Linked DNA regions of Drosophila melanogaster: region 1 is linked to region 2. Evidence: chromatin contacts called from public Hi-C data. All regions are on one chromosome and are shown on one strand. The core of a region is the stretch at or near the end of the contact, and the rest is flanking DNA. Distances in the headings are between cores, read along the strand shown. Region 1 holds the start of Rcc1 (Regulator of chromosome condensation 1). Region 2 holds the start of l(3)psg2 (lethal (3) persistent salivary gland 2).

Region 1 (6,957 bases), core at 2,539-5,038, 350 kb before region 2:
AGAGAAATAATTTAATATTACCCAAAAAGAAAATCCAGAAATATTTGAATGTAAAACATTACTAGCATTTTTTAAAAGATTTTCATGGATTTTAGCAAATTTATATAGTATATTTCAGATATTAAATTTCGCAAGAAATTTGTCACTTGACATGCGAGCATAATTCACTTGTAAAGAGCAGTCCTAAATGTGTTTAACTAAAGTTTAAAGTATTTGCAATTAAACTGCATTTTACTGTCAATTTAAATTTAGTTGAGTAGGGCATACTTAGCACTTTTAAATGCCAATTAAATGAGCAGTAACTCAATTGCCGTCCATAATCCTAAAGCGAGCATAGTTAGCTAACTAATTGCTTTCTTTTGTCGGCAACAACTTGGACCGAAACCCCGTTACCATTCATTCATAACTTTCTACTTAAACCATTTCATGGCAGGGCGTTGAATGCTTCCCATTTTGCCGTAGTGCAGTTTGAAGTTGGATAACACGAGTCCTGGTGAACAATGCAGGATGCCATGGCAAATGGCAGGCAAATGGCGTTAACTTACTGACTTTATGACACATAAATCGCAGCAACAGCGCCAAATGCAACCGACAGCCACGTGTTTTTAGGCCTAGGGAAAGGACGTGGAAAGGAATCCTTGCCAACAGGACAATGGAGCAACTTTTCTCTGGCGCCGCCTGAAAGTAGGCAACGTGCAAAAGTTTCGAACAGATAACAAGGCAAGGAGAAAATGCAAGAAAATCAAATGGCAGATGGGAGCATCGCTGCTGCGAATGCTGCTTAGACACGTCTATTGTGCCATTGTCTGGGAAAATACCTTGGAAAAGTCCAGCCCGCCTCCGCCCCATCTGCATTCTTTACGTTCGGGATTTTGCTGTGGCACTTCTGGAGCTCGAGTCCTTCGCGTTTTGCATTGCATAATGCGCTGCTGTTCCCTTCCGATTGCCATTAGCATAATGGGGGCATTAGGTTGGCACGATGCTCTGATTGCATACTTAACGACAGTGCCAAGTGCCGTCGATGCGCCAATTTAATTAGCTGCAATTGAAGCAACGAGCCTGAATCGAGCGAAAATCCTCAATTTAACTGGCCGCATACTGGCCAAGTAAATCGGCACTCATCTCCATAAAATCAACATAATTATCGCAAGTTAAGACCAAAATAAGCAAGTCCAATTTACGCTTAGACTGCTAATTACGCAACGCAATGGGAAACGATTTAAAAGCTGCAAAATGAAAACCCAAAGGCAGTAGCACAAACTTTTCGTTCGGGGCTCGAACTCATTTCAAAGTAATTTGCCGCAAAAGCCAGTGGTTGCCATAGTGGGCGTACTGTGGCCAAGGGGGCGTGGCAAGCGCTGTTTAACATTTTATTGGTAACCAAAAATTTTACACATCAATCTCGGTTGTTTTCTGTGTGGTGTGGTGGGGGGGGGGGGGGAATTGGAAGTGTGTGGCACGACGTTGTTGTGGTTCTGGCCGTGAGAGCTAAAGTGTGTTTGATGTTTGTTGGATTTTCCGGGCGGAAGCCGGAGCAGGGGTTAAGCTGTGGGGGGTGGCGCCACAAATCCCTGAATGAATACACACCTGCACCGATACTGACGGTCAGGCGAGAGTTGTCCCGAAATCGCCATTATAGCAATGCAAAAACTTTGCCAAATTGGCAGACAACATGCAACATGCAAATCGTACCACTAGCAATGGATGCACTGAAAACAAAAAGTAGTAAATGTTATTAATATTACATCACACTTTACTTAAGTTGCATAACAATTCAAAAATAACTGCATACTAAACAATGGGAATGTAATAATGGGAATGTATTAATACTTATAATTACTTTCTGTGCACTCCTATCCCTTCACAGGTGAAACGCCTGACCATGGGCATTGGACTGCTGCGGGGAACCGAGGACAGCCGCCCCCTGATGCACAGCACCTGCGGCTCCTCGCTGACCTCCGGATCCGGCTGTGGATCCACTCAGACCATCTCCGATGGCTATGTGAACGAGGCCATCTGCGAGCCGGACAAGTACGTGGCCAGCAAGTTCGGCGACTCCTGCCGCCAGTCACTGTCCGCACTGGAGAGTGCCACCCAGCGGCTGCAGGTGGAGCTGCCCGCCGCCAGCAAAAAGTATCTGAGAGAGACGTGCAGCGGTAGGTAGACTCTTATGTCACAGATATGAAATGGTTGGCTAAGGTTACCTTACTTCCGTGTAATTATCAGCCAACTCCAGTCCGAAATTGTTTCCCGGCCACAGTGCCCTGCGCCTGGATAATCTCAGCCTAGCCGAGCAGCAGGAGCTTAAGGGAGCCGCCTGGTTTCAAGCGGGCATTCCCAGGGAAATATCCCTGGAGGCCCTGTCCCGACAGAGTCCAGGTGCGTTTCTAGTGCGCCAGAGCAGCACAAAGCCGGGATGTTTCGCCCTCTCGCTGCGAGTGCCACCACCTTCACCACGAGTGGCCCACTATCTGATCCTGCGGACGCAAAGGGGCTACAAGATAAAGGTAAGTCCGAGCACATTATATATAATATTTATTATATATTATGATGGTATTTACCATTTTAGGGCTTCACCAAGGAGTTCAGTTCGCTGAAGGCGCTGATCACGCACCACTCGGTGATGCCGGAACTGTTGCCCGTGCCGCTGACCCTGCCACGCCCACCTAGTACCCGATCGCAACGATCGCAGGGCGCCTACGCAGGCGGAACCGGAAACGGGGGAGCGGACTTCGAGATGTATGGCTCGCTGAACGACTTTCGCAAAATGATGGCCGATTTGAATGTGTGACCGCTGGGCGCTCTTAATTAATTAAGTAATTATGTCACGTTGATTGAATTAAGCTGCCCAGCTTGTCACATTGTCCTGCGTCCTGTGTCCTCTGTCGCGACAGGATAACAATCTGTTTAATTTGCGTAATTGGCTGTGCTGACGACGGTTGACGTGGCTACCAATAAATAGGGTCCATGTCCATGTGTACTCGGGCCGGCAAAGGCCCACCTGTCCGACAGGTGCTGCAAAAAGTGCACAAACATTTTTTATTAAAATTGATAATAAAATCAGCTACGTGGGCGGCTGCGATGGCTGTGGTTTCGCAGGGGCGTGTTTGCATACACAAATATAGGGAATACGCTCAAATCATTTTTGCGAAACTGATTAAAAAATGGCAAAAACATGCAATATGTATACGCAAACAGACATCAAGTGATTATTATTTTTCGCGTTTTTATCAATTCTGCTCGTTTTGTACGGCTAGTGCTGAGTGGCAGATGCATCAGACAGACGTACTATACATATCTGAATGGGGGCAGTCGGATTAAATGTTAATGTTTGGGTAGGGAAATCGAGGGTCGGCTGCCGGGATTTGGAGTGCGGATGCGGAATGGGCAAAGTGGATTCTTTTTGTATTTGATGCACTCACTTTGCGGTGCAGTGGCTAGATAGACTTATATGGGAAGTAAATGAATAACCAATTATATTGTAACTCTATGTATTTTGTAATAAAGTTAATGGAAAACCTTTTCAAATAGTATTGTTTATTTTCTGATCTATAGCATGCAATATACATACAATCACGTTGAAAATGAAGCATTGGCTTAAAGGTAGAACATTTTATAATATTTAACAACAAATTTGTTTTGAAATAATGTGAGTGGGTAAGGAAAGTTTAAATTTCCCGCACATTATCGATAGCTCTTTCGATAGAATCGGTCGGCAATCGGCTCGCAAACTCGCTAGAGAACTGTTAACCAACTGTCATAGTTTGAGTTCACGCTACGCTCCATTCTAAAAGTTATCAATATCTCGAAATAAATAAACTGTGGGTTATAGCAGGCTTTGTTTTATTATTTGCAATTAGGAACAGTGCAAAGATAACAAAGATGTACTAACAATTGGTCAATAGGCGCAGAAGCGACCCTGAAATTGGAGTGTGACCTCGCTAATAGCCAGATGCGGCGGGGAATTCGCCAAGCCCGCAACACTGTACCCTGAAGGCCAGCTGCCGCCGCTTCCCGCGCATTTTCTTCGACCCAGGTAGGTCGCATTGGGATTCGCTTGCATTTGGTGTTTTCACTCGCCTCCAAACCGCCGTAGCAACACCATCTAGACAACGTGGAACTCCCGCTGAACCAGAGACCGGCATTATTTCCATTGTGAGTGTGAGCAGAACTAAGCTGCATCACCGGCGTCCCTAACCTTATATATATTTCTTACACACACACACAAACGCACTATTTCCAGTTTCGGTGACAAAAAATTGTGAAAATACAAGCTAAAATGCCGCGCAGAAAGGCCCTGACTAATAACAACAATGCCGGCGAAGCGGAGCAGCAGCCACCGAAGGCGAAGCGCGCCAGAATCGCTTTTCATCTGGAGCTGCCCAAGCGGAGGACCGTGCTCGGCAACGTGCTAGTCTGCGGCAACGGCGATGTGGGCCAACTTGGTCTCGGCGAGGACATACTGGAGCGCAAGCGTCTCAGCCCTGTGGCGGGCATCCCGGATGCCGTGGACATATCCGCCGGTGGCATGCACAACCTGGTGCTGACCAAGTCAGGGGACATTTACTCATTCGGTTGCAATGACGAAGGTGCTCTAGGCCGTGACACCAGCGAGGATGGCAGCGAGTCAAAGCCGGATCTTATCGATTTGCCCGGCAAGGCTCTGTGCATTTCGGCGGGAGACTCGCATTCCGCTTGTCTGCTGGAGGATGGCCGTGTCTTCGCTTGGGGCTCGTTCCGGGACTCTCATGGCAACATGGGCCTCACCATCGATGGTAACAAGCGTACGCCCATCGATCTGATGGAGGGCACTGTCTGTTGTAGCATCGCGTCCGGCGCCGATCATTTGGTCATCCTGACCACTGCCGGAAAGGTCTTTACCGTGGGCTGCGCTGAGCAGGGACAACTCGGCCGGCTGTCGGAGCGTTCCATCTCCGGAGAGGGTAAGTCTTGGCATTCAAATTTTCAACGAAATTCGTATTAAAAAAATGTTAACCCCCAGGTCGTCGTGGCAAACGCGACTTGCTGCGGCCCACCCAGCTCATCATCACGCGGGCCAAACCTTTTGAGGCCATCTGGGCCACCAACTACTGCACATTCATGCGCGAGTCACAGACACAGGTCATCTGGGCCACAGGGCTTAACAACTTCAAGCAGCTGGCCCACGAGACAAAGGGCAAGGAGTTCGCACTGACGCCCATCAAGACGGAACTCAAAGATATCCGACATATTGCCGGCGGTCAGCACCATACTGTCATCCTGACAACGGACCTTAAGTGTTCCGTAGTGGGTCGTCCGGAGTACGGTCGGCTTGGTCTGGGCGATGTCAAGGATGTTGTGGAGAAGCCAACGATTGTAAAGAAGCTGACCGAAAAGATTGTGTCCGTTGGATGTGGCGAAGTCTGTTCCTATGCCGTTACAATTGATGGCAAACTGTATTCCTGGGGCTCCGGTGTCAACAATCAACTAGGCGTTGGCGACGGCGATGATGAGCTCGAACCGATCGTGGTTGTCAGCAAGAACACGCAGGGGAAGCACATGCTGCTCGCATCTGGCGGTGGTCAGCACGCAATCTTTTTGGTCAAAGCGGACAAACAGGACCAGAAGGAGAATGTTCCAGTGAAGGTGTCTGGCAGCAGCAGCATCAGTAAAAAGGACAAGACCCCGCCGCAGGATAATGTCGACAAGGAAGCCGAGAATGTAGATAAGCAGGAGCAGAAGGAAAACTTGCCGGCGAAGGCGTCAACCAGCAGCAAAAAGAACAAGACGCCGCCGCAGGATAATGCCGACAAGGAAGCCGAGAATGTAGATAAGCAGGAGCAGAAGGAAAACTTGCCGGCGAAGGCGTCAACCAGCAGCAAAAAGATTAAGACGCCGCCGCAGGATGATGCCGCCGAGGAGGTCGAAGAGGAGTCTGCTCAGGAACCGACTCCCAAGAAGGCCAAGAAGCCTGCTGCCAAGCGGGGCGGTAAAAAGACATAAGATTGAGTATAAATACGCTGACTTTCCCACTTTGTTTTTGGTAACACTAAGTTACGAACCCGTACGCTTACCCTACGCTTAAGGAAGGCAATGAGTAGCCCAGATTCGTAAGATAGATCGGAAATTTTGCTTATTGTACGTTAAGATCTACGAACTGAATCCTGTTAAGTTCTTTTTATTTTGATAAATAGATGCCCGCTTATATCTTACAAGTCTGCCTAAAGACGAAAACTTCTTTATCAATCCAACTAAGTGTTTATTATATATATTCGTTCGCAATACGAAGCCGTAGTAAATTTGTATTTGAACGCAAAAGGAAACTAAATGAGATTTATTTACAAACTAATTAACTTGATTATATCATACACAAAGATATACATCCTACTCACAGTGTATTATAAATTCTTGGCTCAGGCGGGGCAAATGGGAGATTACCGGCAAAAAAGCTACAAAAGATTGGGAGATTGTCTCGTAAGCGCGAGACATCATTTACTCAATAATATCAGGAAACACGAAATTGTTACTCTTATGGTAGGTCTTAAGATTTATACAAAAATATGTATTTGCTTGGAGGGTGGTTCGATTTGCAATGAAGGGAAACATCTTAAAATTACCTTTAAAAGCAAAGGTGTCTAAACAATTCGCAGGACCCGGGAATTCATGAATGCAAGCCATTGAAGTATGTAAGAAGGCTTTAATATTTGTAGTTTTCATACCTGGCAAGGGTCAAAATGGATTATTACGTGTACAGAGGTGAACAAGTTGCATTTACTGCTGAACAAATCGAACCACCCTGGCATGCACAGTTGAGGGTTTTGGCTTCACTACGAGTAGTAACACGGCTGACGATTGCCTCTGCCTGAGTCGACTGTGGCTAGGGAGGTGGTTATGGTAGTGGTGGTGGAGTTTCCGCCGTAGTTGCTTCCCAGGTAGAAGCTCACGAACAAGATGCCGCACAGCAGCGATAGCGAAAGA
Region 2 (6,670 bases), core at 622-3,121:
TTCATTCGTATCCTTATTTTTAACCTTGGATTCATTTCTTTTTTCGCTATGCTCGGTAGATTTTCCTTCAAGCTTTTCCTTGGATAAGTCTTCATTCTTTTCCTTATCGCCTAGCTTTTCCTTTGATTTTTCTCGACGCTTATCCCTTGAACTGGACCTTTTCCTTGATTTTGCTCTAGTATGTTCCGCGTCGTTTGCCTTACTTCTGGTTTGATCTCTGGCTTGTGATTTTTCACGTGTTTTATTCCTAGTCCGATCTCTCTCCCTAGATCGGTCTTTAGTTTTACCTCTGGATTGATCTCTTTCCTGGGACTTTCCACTCGCTGTATTTCTAGGCTCACCTCCAACTTCATCCTTTTCCTTAGATAGATTCATACTTTTTGCTCTATTTAAATTTTTATCTTGGGATCTTTCTCTACTTTTCCGTCGAAACAAATCTCTTTCTCTTCCTTTCCCTCTGCCTTCATCCTTGTTCTTGGAGTTTTCAGTGGACTTTCCGTGCGATTCTTTCGACCTCTCCCTAGTTCTTCCTCGATTTTGGGTTCTGTCATGGGATCGATTACTTGTTTTTCCTCTGACGTAATTTTTGTGCTGGGGCAACTCTCTCGATCGATTGTTTTCAATTAAGGGTTCAGTGGACTTTGTTTCGCTGGGAAGTTTTGATTCCTTGGAGTTGTGGTCAGTAGTTTCCGCTTTAGTCCTGCAGTTCTCATGCTTTGTATTGGAGCACTCGGAAACAAGATTAAAGACAAAGGACACTGGCGGTTGCAATGCTGTCCAACTAAAATTAATCATATTAAACCTAACTTTCTACATAAATATGGAATTTACTTACATCACATCCGATTGGAGTCGCTTGCAACGACCTGAATTGCTGTTAATACCTGTAGGTGGTGGATTTTGAGGTGCATACGCTCCCGGCGGAGGTCCTTGCGTTGGTAGCCCACCCATCATGGGAGCTCCCATGCGATTCGCTGCGGGTGGGCGACCAAAGAATGTTGGTCGCATGCCCCTTGGTCCGCCCCTGTTCATTCGGGGCATAAAGCCCATGCGTGGAAATTCAAAGCAAGGAGCTCTCATGTGGAATCTTAGCGGATTAATGCCCAAGAACGGCGTGGGCGGTGCTTGGGGCAGGGTAGCAGCTGCAGCCTCCTCCTGCTTTTCCTTCCTCGCCTTCTGCACATCTTCTACGTTTTTGAGGTCCTCCCCCGAGGAGTCCGATTCCGAATAGAGGCCTTCGCTATCGTCCGCATCCTCGGCTTGGGCATTTGGTGTCCCGCCAGATCCGTTCTCTTTGCGCGCCTGTTCCACAACGCTAACTGGTAGCTTCCGTAATGTTTTGCTTATCATCAGCTCTTTGGACAGGTGCTTTTTGACTGCCGGACTGCTGGGATGATAATGGGGCGGGGTCACCACCTCGCCCGGTTCCAGACTGTTGGTGTCATTGTCCTGGAGATCCTCCGGGGGCTTCAACTGTTTGCCAGTGGCTGGCTGCTCCATTCCGACGGCAGATCCTCCAGCTGCTTGCGACATTTTCACATCCGGCGACCTCAAATCGGTTTGCCCCTCACTCCGTCCCCCTTTTCGATGATTCTTTCTTGTTGTTTGCGGGCGCACACGCTTTTCTTTTTCTGCTCTCTCAATGGCGGCGCGGTGTTGCTGGGTATCCACGCAGCGTTTTCCCCTGCCGAGCGGTAATATTGATTGGGCTGCGCGGGCGGACGTCCTCGTCGGTTGCAGCGGTGCACCAGCTCGGCGTTTGCGGTATCATGTACGTTTCCGTTTAATGTTTATGCCATTATGAAAAACCAAAGCCAATAACTTTTCTGCAGCGAGTAAACACTACTCAATGCAGAACAGAGACTGGGCACATTGAATCTATCGGCAGGCAGTACTGCCAGACCGCTATTACCAAATTTACTTAAAAAGAAGATACAAATTTGGACATTTCTCTGCAGACATTTTTAAGATAGTTTTAAGTCCCCATTTTATTATACAGCAACATGGCACAATTTGTATTAATATTTGTTTAACTATCGCCGTCTTAACAGCACTGAAATTTTCCAGTGTGAAAACTACTGATATTATTAATGCTTCTAGTTCTATCGATATAATAGCGAATACACCCACCTTAACATATAGCGAGTGCACACTCTGTTAGCGTTGCCACACTATTTAAGTCGTTACGCTCCGATATTTTGAAATGGATTTTAAATTCATTAGCTTTTTTTATTTACTTAACGACTGTCTTTTACATGCTCGAAAAGTCGTCGTAACTGTGTGAAACACAATCAAACACCCAAATGCGCTTTACCGCTGCAGACTGCACTTGTTTCCGCTTCCTCTTGGCGAGCGGCATTCATTCGAATGCGAAGTGCAAATAAATGACAAATACGGTTACCGTTGTGCCCGCTAAACACACAGTCACTAAATATATATGAACAATATGTGCGCACAGTCAAGCGAATCGGAGAAAATGCGCCTAAGCGCTGATATTATGACATTGCCATTGCCCGCCGATTGAGGGAAATTCGAAAAAGGCGGAAAAGTTTCCCTCTGGCACATTGAGATGCATCAAATATGAAAAGAGTTTGAGTTTGCTGCACTTTTCCAATCAGATAATGTTTCTATATATATAATATATATATTTACAAATTATCATTTTCGTAAAAATTGTAGTGTTTTGTATAATGCATTTTAATTCAATTTCATTTTAATTAATAACAACAATTTACCTCAAGAGTTTAAACAAATGGATGTCCGTAATTAATCTAAACCTTTAACACTGCAGTTATGCTTCATTTTCATCTCAGTGCAACGGAGTTGCCTTTAATTGCCGACAGCGCTCTCAGTTTTTCTTTCATTTTTAGATTTGCATGTGCAACTTTCTCCGGCTGCCGACGTCGACGGCGCTGCTGCAGCGCTGCTGCAGCGCTGCGACAGAGGCGAAAGGTGCAAATTAATTTGTGGCGCTCCACAATAACCTTCCTCACTTTTATCCCCATCATCAAGCATAATCTCCTGCGTTTCAAACGATTTTCCATCGTTTTCTTCTCAGCTTTGTCGCGTTGCTCGGCTGAGCTGAGGTTCAAATATAAAAGCCGATCCCCAAAATGTGAGGTGTTATCTCATTTTGAAAATCACCAACTGCTAAGTGGATGCGCAATGAAAAAGCAAAAAAGTGCCACCATTGTTTGAGAACGTCGAAAAATCAACTTGGATGTCCCCGAGCAACGCTTGGGTTGAACATACGTACAATACTCATTGTATCCCATCACTTCTTCAAGCAGGGCTTTGACTTTGGGTTTTTCTGGGGCCATACATTGGCGACCACGAGACATCTCGAATTTGGCACTTGGGTGCGAAAACCTTGGAGAGCATAGCATCTTTGGGCTGGTGGTGGCTTTGTCCTTCGGAACATAAGGAACATCATATTGCGCGTATGTGGAAACAAGACTTCAAGTCCAGAAACTTAAGGATACGTTGTGAAACAAATGCTAGCTGTTTTCGATGTTAAACCAACGCACATAGCATTTTCAACTAAGCATTAAGCATTCCTCTGAGTAAAGCAACCCAGTTTTCCATTTCCAAAAACTTTCTTAAATCACTTTCCTAAGTAGCCAACACCCACAGACTGCATAGCTTCCTCCTCTGCCATAACTCAATTTATTAAGCATTTAAACCAAATATGTGCGGCTACAAATGTGGCTAATTTTTCCCCCGCGAGCATATTTATTTATTTATTTTCGTGATCTGGCCGGCACTTAATACCTGAGAAGCGTTAAAAAAACGCAACGCTCTGTGGGCATTGAGGGCGGCACTTTTGTGTGTACTTAGTTGTACTTGCGGCTGTTTGCCGGCGTTGACAAATGAGAGCGGTAAACGCCGCCACAGTTCCAATCCAAAAAGCTTACAGCAGCGCCGAGTCATTGACATTCGCAGCTGAACTAGAAAACTTATGGATCCGCATTCGAAAAATGTGATAATTGCAGTGGAGTGCGATGTAAGTAAAAAATGATATGTGAGGGGCAGAACTAGGGCAAATCAAGCCGATGCGGTATGCACTCTAATGCACAAATTATATAATTATGAAATAAATTTTATTTCTTTATATCGTATGTAGCATATTTATGTAAAGTTTTAGGTCATAAGTATCCTTTGGGTTCCTAAAAGCAGGCAATACTTTTTAAAGCAGAGATTTAGAGTAAGATGTACTTTCTTAACCATTTATCAGCATTTAAATATATTCAAAATAATTCATATATTACAACATATAAAGCTATTAATTTGATAATATTTTCATGTATAAATATTATAAGATATAAATGGTATTAGACTCTATTAAAACATCCAAAATGAAAGGTATCCCCTTTTTGAGGGTGAACCAAAAACCCTAACTAAATCCGTTTATGTTCGTGTTAATTATATATATTTGTAAACACACACACACACCTGTAAGCGTCGCTAATTGGCAGATTTAGAGGAACCGAGAAGCAAAAACACGAACCGCACAAATGAAGATCTCTGTCAATTTACGGACTGCTAGGCATACAAAAAACTTCTATTGTTCCTGTCCAAATTGGCTTAATTTATTTGGGCATGCTTTCATCACATGCCCATCTCCGCAGGGACGAAGTGGCGGAAGAAGGGGTCGCAGGCCAGATCTCTACGGACGACAGGTAACTCCGGATGAGCTGGGCCTCTGGCGATGAGGTGCTAATCACGTCAGGTCGCACGTTCGTTCCAATACGAAAGCGGGGCAAGTTGCTTGATTCTTAGAACGCAGTTTCTCCGCAGCCACCTACAGTATATACTCGTACATGTGTGCAAGTACACGTATGAAAAATTAAACAAAATCCCCGCGGCAATCGTTGAAGCATTCGAAATCCAATCGTAATTACTGCTTCGTTCACTCTCCCGTGACCAACTCGCATCAAATGCGATGAAACCATTTTCTGCGGGTCTAGGAAGTTGGGATCACTAATTGGGTGGGGGAAAAGTGGTAGGCAAATGAAGTGGCACCTGAAGGGTATAATTTAATCGGGGAACCTTCTTGAGAAATGGGTCTAATAAATAAGTAAGAGTTTTTAGTTTTTTTTTGAACAGAAAATCATACCTAAATGACATGCAAGCACGGAATTAAATAAAAGTACTATTTAATAGTAATGATTGTTACTAATAACGTTGCAGTAATATTTTCGGTACTTTCAAGTCCATCAAAATCCGCATGATATTTTATTTCCCTTGCTTTTCATAAGCTCATAACTTTTTTGGTTTATTTTGATTTTCTGTTTACAATTTTTTATCGTTATTAGCTAATTTTAGCCAAGTCAAAATGGCGAGCTTCGCTAACGACTGAAAACCTTTGTTGTTCATTTTTGTGTGGCTATTATTTATGAGCTTTTCGAGTTTTGTTTTGATTTTATTTTGCACACTCAAACATCAACTTGTATCCAGTTATTTGGCACTGGCGCATTGTATTTCTGAGATACTCGCATGTATCCGTCCGATACCTGCATTGAATTCGCTTTTTTCATTCATTTTTCTCGTTTTTAGTTTGTTTTTTATGTGTGTGTTTATTTTTGTGTAGTTCGTTTGCAGTTTTTGTTTTTATTTATTTTTTTTCTGTATTCACTTTACACAATTCCCAGGCCTAAGACGGTGCCAGTTCGCCGCTGGTACCTCGTAGCACCCGGCATCTCCGTTCCCCGTGATCTCCGCGATCAAAGTCGCAGTAGCTCCAGCCGGAGACGGAGCCAAAATCCGAAGCCGGGTGCCAATTTGCGAGTCGGGCTAAGCGCATCTTTCTCTACCATTTTCCCACTTAGCTCGGATTCACTATCGGTGTTTATAGACGGGGAAAAACCCCAGATCGTAAAACTTTAGAGCCCGATCCCTGGATCGAATACATATTCGCTACTATATTTTTAGCTATTCAAAATTAATTAAAAATCGTGGACTTATTGTCAAGGTTTCTAAGAATTATAATATAAGAATTTGCTATAGTGTCGTTGCTTTTGACTTTAAGCGATAATTTAATATATATTTTTCTTGATAAGTAAAATGTTTAAGTGTGATGCCCTACAAATAATCATATATTAACAAACAAGTATATGGAAATGCAATTTATGATATTTTTCGATCTCTACTTGGAATATTTCAATCGTTAAGGTTGGCTTATATCCAAATCAATTGCTAATTAATTCATTAGTAGTCCAAACTTTGAACAGTAGAATATCACAGAAGCACCTGCTTGGAAATTCCTAGCTGATTAGAATGCACGTTAGTCAAGCATCTCAACAACTTGCTGTAAAAGTATCTGGATATATGAAACCCAACCGTCACTCACCTATTTCACCGCCCCAAACCACATTTTCAATTGGCTCGCACAATCAGTGATGCAATGAGAAATGAGTTTGGTTGTTCATTGTGCTATGCAAATTGGGGGACCTCAAATTAAATAATACAGTAATTAATAATGTGACAGCAAGCTGAGAAAGAAATGGCAAATAAAAGCCATGGGATTAGCGGTGGGATGATCGCAATTAGAGGGATGCTGTGCCCCAGCTCTCATCTTTCATGTTGCATAAACATTAACAAAGAAAGCCACTTCGTTTTATTGACTAATCACTTCAGTTTGACCAACCTGAAGTGTGGCTTTTGTTTCGTA

Evidence for each region. Hi-C and Micro-C count contacts between places; a contact is called where the count stands out from the background.
Region 1: a Hi-C map of the Kc167 cell line shows a contact between it and region 2, with 1.8 times the contacts expected there.

The regions. Positions count from the first base shown.
Region 1 is chr3L:5,929,604-5,936,560 of dm6, reverse strand. It overlaps Rcc1 (Regulator of chromosome condensation 1), which reads left to right and starts at 3,788. Exons shown (of 3, transcript NM_079219.3): 1 at 3,788-4,155; 2 at 4,244-4,943; 3 at 5,003-6,299. The coding sequence starts at 4,280. The coding sequence ends at 5,982. It overlaps Egfrap (EGFR adaptor protein), which reads left to right. Exons shown (of 6, transcript NM_001038902.3): 4 at 1,868-2,156; 5 at 2,227-2,507; 6 at 2,570-3,525. The coding sequence ends at 2,791. CG33523 reads right to left here. Exons shown (of 7, transcript NM_001274528.2): 7 at 6,441-6,957. The coding sequence ends at 6,807.
Region 2 is chr3L:5,578,870-5,585,539 of dm6, reverse strand. l(3)psg2 (lethal (3) persistent salivary gland 2) reads right to left here and starts at 1,871. Exons shown (of 3, transcript NM_139717.3): 1 at 836-1,871; 2 at 1-781. The coding sequence starts at 1,533.